3 separate regions of the Sus scrofa genome follow, and all the other regions are linked to region 2. The links are chromatin contacts, called in public HiChIP or PLAC-seq maps. All regions are on one chromosome and are shown on one strand. Each heading gives the region's core, a stretch centred on a gene start, on an enhancer-like site or on the middle of the called end of the contact. The rest is flanking DNA. Distances are from core to core; before and after follow the strand shown.

Region 1 (2,700 bases), core at 196-2,695, 220 kb after region 2:
GAAGCCTGAAGCTGTGAAGACCCATGATGCTGGAGCACACAGTGAGGGGAGGTACCACTAGGAGGCAGGAAGAAAGAAGAAGGTGACTGACGTTTGCTGACCCCATACGACAGCTGCTTTTAGCATCTCCTAAAACCTTCACAACAGCCCAATTAAAGAGACTTTGTTGGGTCCAATTTGCAGGTGAGGGGACAGTGCCCAAGGGAAAGTGGGGCCCGGATGTGGGAAGTGGGGGCTGAGGTAAGGACTCCGGACTTGGGAGTGATGAGAGCAGGAAAAGGGAGCTGACCCCAGGTCAGATACCACACTGACCACAAGACAGGGCCCAGTGGAGAAAGGAGAGCAGGCTGCACAGGAAGACAGGGGTCACATGAGCGGGACACCGTGCCAGTCCTCCTCTGCTCCATCCAGGGACTGCGGGTGTGAAAGACTCACTGACCATGGGGTCAAGGGGCTGCTGAGAAGGGGCCTAGGCTGATGGCCACAAAAAGACACATGTGTCTCAAAGTCACCCTTCTTCTGGGCAGCAGCCTTAGCCAGAGGAGGAAAGAGCTGACTAACTCCACTGTGCATTTGTTTCCTACCTGCCCCCTGTAGGTGTTCTGGGGGTGGTACTAGAAACTGTTATGGCTATCCTGCTGGGATGTGGTCATTCCCAGGAAGCAGTACAGGGATGACGGGACGGCGGCCCACAGCCAGACAAGCCCATTATGGAGATGAGAGCTACTGGGGGCTTCCCAAGAAGCAATTTCAGGGAAAACATCCAAGAGCCACTTAAGGGGGACATATGATAAAGATGAATGATAAAAAGGACAAGATAGTGAATCCCAAGAGAGGTAGGCAAAACCAAAGCCATATAGAGAGAGATGGACGCTGATGGGTACAGACCTACACCAGAGGGAGACATGAACAGTAGGCCAGTGTTTACAGCCAGTACGGATGAAACTCAGGCATTTCATCTGGAATTCAGGGTTCCAAGTATTTATGCAGTAAGTTTTAACAACAACAACAAAAAAAGGTGCAATAATGAATAAAATTTACTCATCCCCGAAACAATGTATTACTCTTGTCATTAAGAAAAAAAAAGAAAAGAAAAGAAAATGAAGACCCAAGTAGTCCAGTGTCACGTGATTAGGCCAGGACACAAGCGCACTTAGGAAGAAGCACCCCCTTCACGGGATCTGCTGGTTAAAGGTTCACTTCCAATTACAGCTAAATGTGCCAAATGTTCATTCCAGTTCAGCAAAAGCTTCCTCTGAACTGTATGGATTTATTTCACATTAATCAGCTATTGTACTCAACATGCTAGGGTGAGAGGAGTCGTTTACTTGATCAAGTCAGGCGATACGGAGCACAGACAGGCGTTATTAATACCACTTATCATCCCAAGCTCTTAGCTTGCTAAATATGTGAATCTTGTTACCACGTGGTTATCAAGGCAGAGTTATGAAACGCCCCAGGGCCGACTCTGCAAATGCAAGTCACATATTCTGCAGGAGGTTCTGGAAGAGGGGCTGAATTCTATTCCAGGAAGCAGAGGAAGTGTCACAAGACAGACATGCGCCAATTTGAACTGCCAAGTGGACCTCTTCCCATTTTACATACCCCGTGGTTTCTAAATAATGCACATGTCAGCTGCACGGATACTAGACGCCACTATGGGTTCTGACAGGCTGCCCCAATTCCCATCAGTCAGGGCCCATGTCTCCCAGGAAACTCAAAGTGAGATTGGGGAAGGTAGCCAAGTGGTTGGGACTCAGCTGGAAAGTGGATTCTGGAACATCCAAAGTCTGAGAGACTGGTTCAAATTGAGAGAACTATGGAGAGAGTCTGGAGAACTGACAGGGGCATGGTAGGATGAGGCAGCTTCCAGTTAGAAGGCCATACTCAATCCAGCACTCTTAGAATGGCCTTTTTGATGCAGAAGTCCAGATGCTAAGGAGAGAAGCTCTGATCTCTCAGTAAAGAAGGAACACTCTTGCTCTGTGAGCCTGGGGAGGTCAAAAACTAAGTTGAAGATGAGATTATTTCATGTGGGCATATTCTTCAAGTCCTCCTCTTTCTCCTGAAGGCCAGCATCATCAGCACACACTGCCTTCATTTCTGATGCTTTCATCACACCATTTTTCTATCAGACAGAACAGTCATTTCCCAAAATCTCCAACCTGGATACTTTGTTCCCAAGATATATCCATTCCCTCGTATTTTCAATACGCCACCACAGCATGACTGGGATGTTTTAAATTCACACCTTCCCAGCTCACACTTCCATCCCACTAAAGGATCTGGTATGCCTGCAGAGCAGTAAATTTCAGTTTTTAAAATTGTTGTTCTCTAGTGCTTGTGAGTCATGCAAAGGGCAATGGCTTGATGGTTTTATTAAATGTACAGGCACCACGGTTTGAAAGATGTAGGGACTGAATGTCTGTGTCCCCCCAAAATCCGGCCCTTCAATGTGACAGTATTAGGAGGGGCCTTTGGAAGATGATTAGGATTAGCAGGGTCAGGAGGGTGGGGCACTCACAGATGGGATTAGTGCCTCTAGGAGAGTCTGGGGAGAGCTTGCTTTGCCCTTCTCCTGCTCTCTCAGCCATGTGAAGATGAAATGAGAGGCTGGCATCTGCAACCAGAAAGAGTTCTCCCCAGATCCCACTCTGCTAGGCCCCTGATCTTGACTCCCGGCCTCTACCATCATGAGAA
Region 2 (2,871 bases), core at 33-2,532:
CCTGTATGTGGAATCTAAAACAAACCAGTGAACATGACAAAAAAGAAAAAGACCCATGGATACAGAGAAGACACTAGTGGTTACCAGTGGGGGAAGGAGCAAGACAGGAGGAAGGGATTAAGAGGTACAAACTACTGTATATAAAATAAATAAGCTACAATGTTATCTTGTACAGCACAGGGAATTAGGTAACACTGGTAATAACTATAAGTGACGTATAACCTTTAAAAATTATGAATCTCTATGCTGTACAACTGAAACATGTTATAAATCAACTATATCTCAAATTTTTTCAAAAAGGGGGAGAAACAGTACAGTTTTTACAAGACGCCCACTGAATGTCTTTCATACATCCTCAGAGAAGTCAGAAATAGAAAGTTCCAGATCCCAGGAACATGGAAAACCTGATCCCAAAAGGTAAAGTAACATCCTAGACTTGGAAAACAGGAAATTCTAGATGGTTTTTGGCAAAACACACGAGGCCCCGCCTTCTGTGTGTGTGTGTGTGTGTGTGTTAGATTTCTGAGTCTGTGCATTCCTTCCAATCTGAGAATTCTCTAAGGGCTGAGCCTGCTGTTCTCGAGGCGGCCTAGGAGTAACAGTGGCAACAAAACAGCCTACCCAAGAAAGAGCAAAGGATACTGTCCTTGCCGCTGCTTCGCAGAATCGCACATTTCAAAACCCACCCTGCAAGACAGGGCATCTCCCCGACGCCGGGGAAGCTCCTCTCCAGGGAGAGGAGGGTGGCTGTGCTTGTGAATGGGCGCCTCTGTCTTGGGCGTGATGGCTGGATAAGCCACGCTCCTGGGCTGGGCAGGGCTGCGCATCTTGGAAATACATGTTTCTTTGTTGCGATGGCTCCCTGGAGATAACAGCAGCGGCCCAGAGGCGAACACCCAACCACAACTCCAACATCCACACGGAAGGAGGGCATCGGGGGTGGGGATGCGAGAAATTCCATCTGCATGAAGTGTGCTGGGAAAGCCTGGCTGGTGAGAGCACGCGGGCGCTTACGGTGTTGCTGTGACTCAGCTGCTGAAGAAATGTGTGTGCGTGGGGAAGAAAACAGACGGCAACGAAACGGAGGAGTCATGCTTCTCATTGTTAAGGGGAATATATAGAAAATGCTACTGAGCGCCTAAAGCTGAAACGGAATACAAAGCACACACATTTCCCTCCAGCCCCGATTCATTTAAAACGGGAGCTGGCCATCGAGGCACCCGGCACAGTCGGCGAGGTGGTCCACGGGCAGGCCGTGTGCTGGCGTGCTCCTGGGCTGACGACAAGGTACCCGCCCCTCCCCAGCTCCCAGGAAGCCGCCAGGAAGGCTGTGCAGAGCTGGGGGGCGAGGAAGTTAGAATTTAGCTGATGCTCCTGCCCAGCTTCTCCTCCACAACAGGCCGGGAGAAGCAGAGTTTTTGTGGGTGTGCTATTCAAACAGGCAGGCCCTTGTGGTTTGTCTTTTGTTTAATTTGTTACAAGATCACACAGATTTTTTCAACAGAGTTTCAGAAAGTGTCTTGGGAAATCCACAAAAACGAGCTGAATCATCTAACCCAAAGCAGCCAGCAGCACATGGGACCGGCTCCTCCTCTTCTTTCTCCTGAGAGAAAGTGCCCAGCCTCGGTCAGATGTGAGCAAGGACGTGGAGACGGACTCAGGGTCGGCCAGGCCAGCCCGAGCAGAACACCAGCCCTGAAGACCCGAGGACTTTTCCTCGATGGGGGAGGGCACGTGTGACACAACCTCCCCAGGCTTCAGGAGCCCGGGCTGGTTCTGGGAAGACTGCAACCCAAGCAGAGGCCTCCTACGGGAACCTCTCTCCCTCCCTTCTTCCCTTCTCCCCCTGGCTTTTTTTTTTTTTTTTTTTTTCTGTCTCTTGTCTATTCTAGGGCTGCACCCACAGCATATGGAGGTTCCCAGGCTAGGGGTTCAATCCGAGCTACAGCTGCCAGCCTATGCCAGCACAGCAACGTGGGATCCAAGCTGCATCTGTGACCTCCACCACAGCTCACCGCAAGGCCGGATCCTTCACCCACTGAGGGAGGCCAGGGATCAAACCCGCAACCTCATGGATGCTAGGTGGATTCGTCTCCACTGCGCCACAATGGAAACTCCCCTTTTCTTTTTTAAACTCAGGTTCAGCGCATTTCTACCTAAGTCTGCAGAGCAGGTTGTGCTCCTCTTGGCCTGGGGCCTGGCCCTCTGATTAGAGGAGGTGGTAGGTGGGGCCTGTCTGCTCACATTCCAGCCCAAAGAGAACGCGGCTTCTTGCTTTGCAACAGGACTGGGTTTCAGGCCTCCGAGAGTTCAAACCAGTCTTCAAAAGAGTCTCAGTCAGGAAGAATGAAAGGAACCCGAGAGTGGAGGAGTCGGTTGGTGTTTTGACACTGTCTCTTTTCATTAGAGAGTCACATTTCGGGGAGGGAGGGGTTTCCCCTTTTGAAAAATGCTCCCGAAATGCCTGACTCACTGCGCTCTTGCGAGCAGTCAGCACAGTGCCTGGGAGTCTGGGGCAGGACAACCGCAGCCGCCAGGGTTTCAGATGTCGCTGAGCCAGCTTTTCCCACGGGGCCAGAGGCCCGAGAGGGTCCTGCTTCCGTTCCCAAAGGCCCAGGCTGTTCCCCTCGTGGAACAGAAAGGGGTCCAGAGGGGATTCTGTGCCACAGCTGCCGTCTGTCCGACCGCATCCCGCCTCTAAGGCGCTGGAGGCGCAGGCTCTGAGTCTGCGATGTCTTCATCCTCTTGGCAGAATCTGGCTCAGAGCGCGAGGTGGGCGGAGAAGGGAGACACCAGCCCTCGTTACTGAGAGAAAAAGGTGGCAACCCTGAACCAGGAAGTGCCTGTCTCCAGCACCCACAGGGCAAAGGC
Region 3 (2,922 bases), core at 416-2,915, 190 kb after region 2:
AAAGACAAATACCATATGATATTATTGATCATATATCATAAGAAACTCTTAATCTTTATTTTTAAAGAGTTCCACAGGAACTGTAATTATAATAAAATCTGGCATCACTGGTCCAAATTCCAAAAGAACTACTTTAGGAGTTCCCTGGTGGCTCAGCAGCTTAAAGATCCAGCATTGTCACAGCTGTGGCTCAGGTCACTGCTATGGTGCGGGTTCCATCCCTGGCCCAGGAACTTCTGCATGCCACGGGAGCAGCCAAAAAAACAAAACAAAAAAAAAAGGATGGATAGATAGATAGACAGACAGATAGACAGATAGTGAGTGTCACGACGGGGCACCCCAATCCCATAAAGCATCTGTTTATTACTGCTTGGAGAGGGATCTATTGCTCCAAGGATGTTCACCAGCAAGTCCCTCCCACAAAGACAGTAATTTGCTTCATTTGAGGAACACATCTTCCTTTTTTCTTCCTTCTTTCCTCCCTTCCCTTTTCTCTATTTTTTCTTTTTAAATATATAATATGAAGAAAAGAAAACTAGTTACAGGTGGACGTATGAGAAAATGTAGCTTTTCAAAACCTACATTTTCTCATACGTCCACCCAATAATCTTTGAAATAAGCACGATAAAGATGAAAGCAAACAGATAAGGAAAAAGAGGCTCAGAGAAGTTCAATAACCTCCAACTTCACACAGCCAACGACTTGTGAAGCAGAGATTCAAGTGTAGGCCTGTGTGGTTTCAAAACCCTCATCTTTCTGTTTCATTAAGTTGCTTCATATATAAAGAAATTGTGAAATATTTTTTTTTTAGAAAGGCAAGTGGCTGTTAGTATTCTTGTTCTATTTTTTCTTTCTAATACTTCTTCTATGTGTGGCCTTTGTCTATTAAGTATACAATTTATAAGCTGTTCCATGTAACAGCATATCTTCCAACAGATCTCATGTTATTATACAGCCATTATAACCTCCTCTTTGTTGTATAAAATCGTCTGTGACTATTACACTTATATTAACAGGTTAAATATTCCTCAGCTGTTAGAAGCCAGTATATCTGATGGACTTTGCCACAATGAGCTGGACCTGCCAGGCTGTAGGTGGTTCCAGAACTGCTCCCTGAATCCATCTCCTTCTGTAGCAAACCCGAGCTGGTTCTACTCACTGGATGGTAGAAATCCAAGTGGCTGATAAGATCATGTTCAGCACCTCTTCAAGTGTGAATCTAAAGCTTCCCACTGGCCAAAGCAAAGCCAATGAGATGGGATGGGTACTCTGCTCATTCTGCTGGGAAAAAGCACGACCCCACTGCTGGAGGGAGTGAGGCTCTGGGAACACCAGTCACCGACCACATGTGCTCAGAGTGGGCGGGATCAGAGTAGCATGTGCGTCTAGCCACAGAACTCAGAGTACAGCTGATGCTATTGTTGGATTAGAGTGTAGGCTACTAATAGCAGTGCTTTGGACTGAATGTTTGTGTTCCCCAAATGCCTATATTGAAGGCTAATCCCCACTGTGATGGTATTGGAGGCGGGACCTTTGAGAGATATTTAGTTTAGATGAGGCCATGAGAGTGGGGCCCCTGTGATGTAAACAGTTCCCTTATAAACAGAGCAAGCGACACCAGAGCACTCTCTCTCTCTCTGCCATAGCACAGTGAAAAGGTGGCTGTCTGCCACCCAGGATGAGGGCGCTTACCAGGAACTGAACCTTTAGCACTTTGACCTCGAATTTCCAGCCTCCAGAACTATAAGAAATAAATGTTGTTTAAGCTACCCAGTCATGGTATTTTATTAGAGTAGCCCAAACTCACTGTACTGGTAGAGACTGGGAAACCAAACAGGTTTAAGAACTATTTAAGGGCATCTGTTGGTGTCCTGGCAGGAAAATGATGGTACAAATGGTACACTGACAAGGGTTAATTGACAAGGTTAATAAAAGGAATATTTACAACAGTATAAGAAGTGCCAAGAAAACCAACAGTAAAGTAGTGCAAACAAGCAATAGTAGTTACAATCCCTTGACCCGAAGCAAGTTTGGCCAGAACCATGGATGGCCACATCCATGGAGGAAGGTCTGCTTTAGGGAGCTTGGCAACAAGTTCACAGATGGCTAAGGCCATGGCCCAGCAGAGAGGGAGCAGGCGAGTTAAACACCCCACCCTCTTTCCTTCTGTGCCTCTTCCTGGCTATACTCACCACAAAGGCCAAGAAGACCAGACAATACTATCCACAGAAGTGAGTGTCTGAGAACACAGACAGGACAGAAGGCGGCAGGAAATGGATCTGGAGGGACATGAGGGCCATCACTAGCATTACCTGTCCTTTTCACCAGTTAGCACGCAAGTCCTCCTTCTTTTAGGTAGAAAGACATGCATACCCAGCACAAGGAAACGCATTTTCCATAAACCACTGTATTCTTATGGAATTTAATCTACTTCCACCCAGAACCAAAGTGATAACGTTATCCACATCCAGAGCCCTTCACGTAGAGTAGCAGGATCAGAAGACATAGGGAGGAAAGAAAGAATGAACATATAATGTGGATGCTGCAGACCTGCCTTTACAAGACCTAAATTCACCTTCCTAGCTTCCTTATTTCACTGAACACGCATGTTCCCCTGCCTTTCAGCTGGCATGTTGGCTCACAGAACCGTTTGGTTGCTTGTCTGTTTGTTTCTGCCTAAATCTTACTGATAAAGGATGCAAATTACTTGATGGTCCTGCATTTACCGAGTTCCTATCAATCATCATGATGGGACTCAGGAGCAGCAGGTAGCAACTCAGTGAATCCCCGGGTTTCAGAGACGATCTCCTGCACCTCACCGTGTGAAATCAGTCCCAGTGACAGGTTCATCCTTTCAGGTCATGCATTGACCTCCTTCTATGCCCTCAGTTCCGTGAGGTAAGGAGTCCAAAATGGCCAAGG

What was found. HiChIP or PLAC-seq counts read pairs in DNA pulled down with a chosen protein or histone mark.
Region 1: a contact with region 2 is called in an H3K27ac HiChIP or PLAC-seq map of alveolar macrophages. The contact joins two enhancer-like sites. A contact is called at or near these places in 1 of 47 Hi-C or Micro-C datasets (embryonic fibroblasts) and 1 of 2 datasets of contacts at active chromatin or transcription factors (alveolar macrophages).
Region 3: an H3K27ac HiChIP or PLAC-seq map of alveolar macrophages shows a contact between it and region 2. The contact joins two enhancer-like sites. A contact is called at or near these places in 1 of 47 Hi-C or Micro-C datasets (embryonic fibroblasts) and 1 of 2 datasets of contacts at active chromatin or transcription factors (alveolar macrophages).

Annotation. Positions count from the first base shown.
Region 1 is chr10:66,559,201-66,561,900 of Sscrofa11.1, reverse strand. The region is part of intron 1 of LOC102157904 (a long non-coding RNA gene); the gene reads right to left. Among named protein-coding and RNA genes, the nearest start is that of KLF6, 72 kb to the right of the region's middle. Within about 2 kb of position 1,445, at least 13 of the 83 cell types and tissues checked have an H3K27ac peak or open chromatin away from gene starts, as enhancers often do. A contact at or near this core is called in alveolar macrophages, where this site is marked.
Region 2 is chr10:66,775,557-66,778,427 of Sscrofa11.1, reverse strand. No RefSeq gene overlaps it. Among named protein-coding and RNA genes, the nearest start is that of PITRM1, 220 kb to the left of the region's middle. Within about 2 kb of position 1,282, at least 19 of the 83 cell types and tissues checked have an H3K27ac peak or open chromatin away from gene starts, as enhancers often do. A contact at or near this core is called in alveolar macrophages, where this site is marked.
Region 3 is chr10:66,581,979-66,584,900 of Sscrofa11.1, reverse strand. No RefSeq gene overlaps it. Among named protein-coding and RNA genes, the nearest start is that of KLF6, 95 kb to the right of the region's middle. Within about 2 kb of position 1,665, at least 9 of the 83 cell types and tissues checked have an H3K27ac peak or open chromatin away from gene starts, as enhancers often do. A contact at or near this core is called in alveolar macrophages, where this site is marked.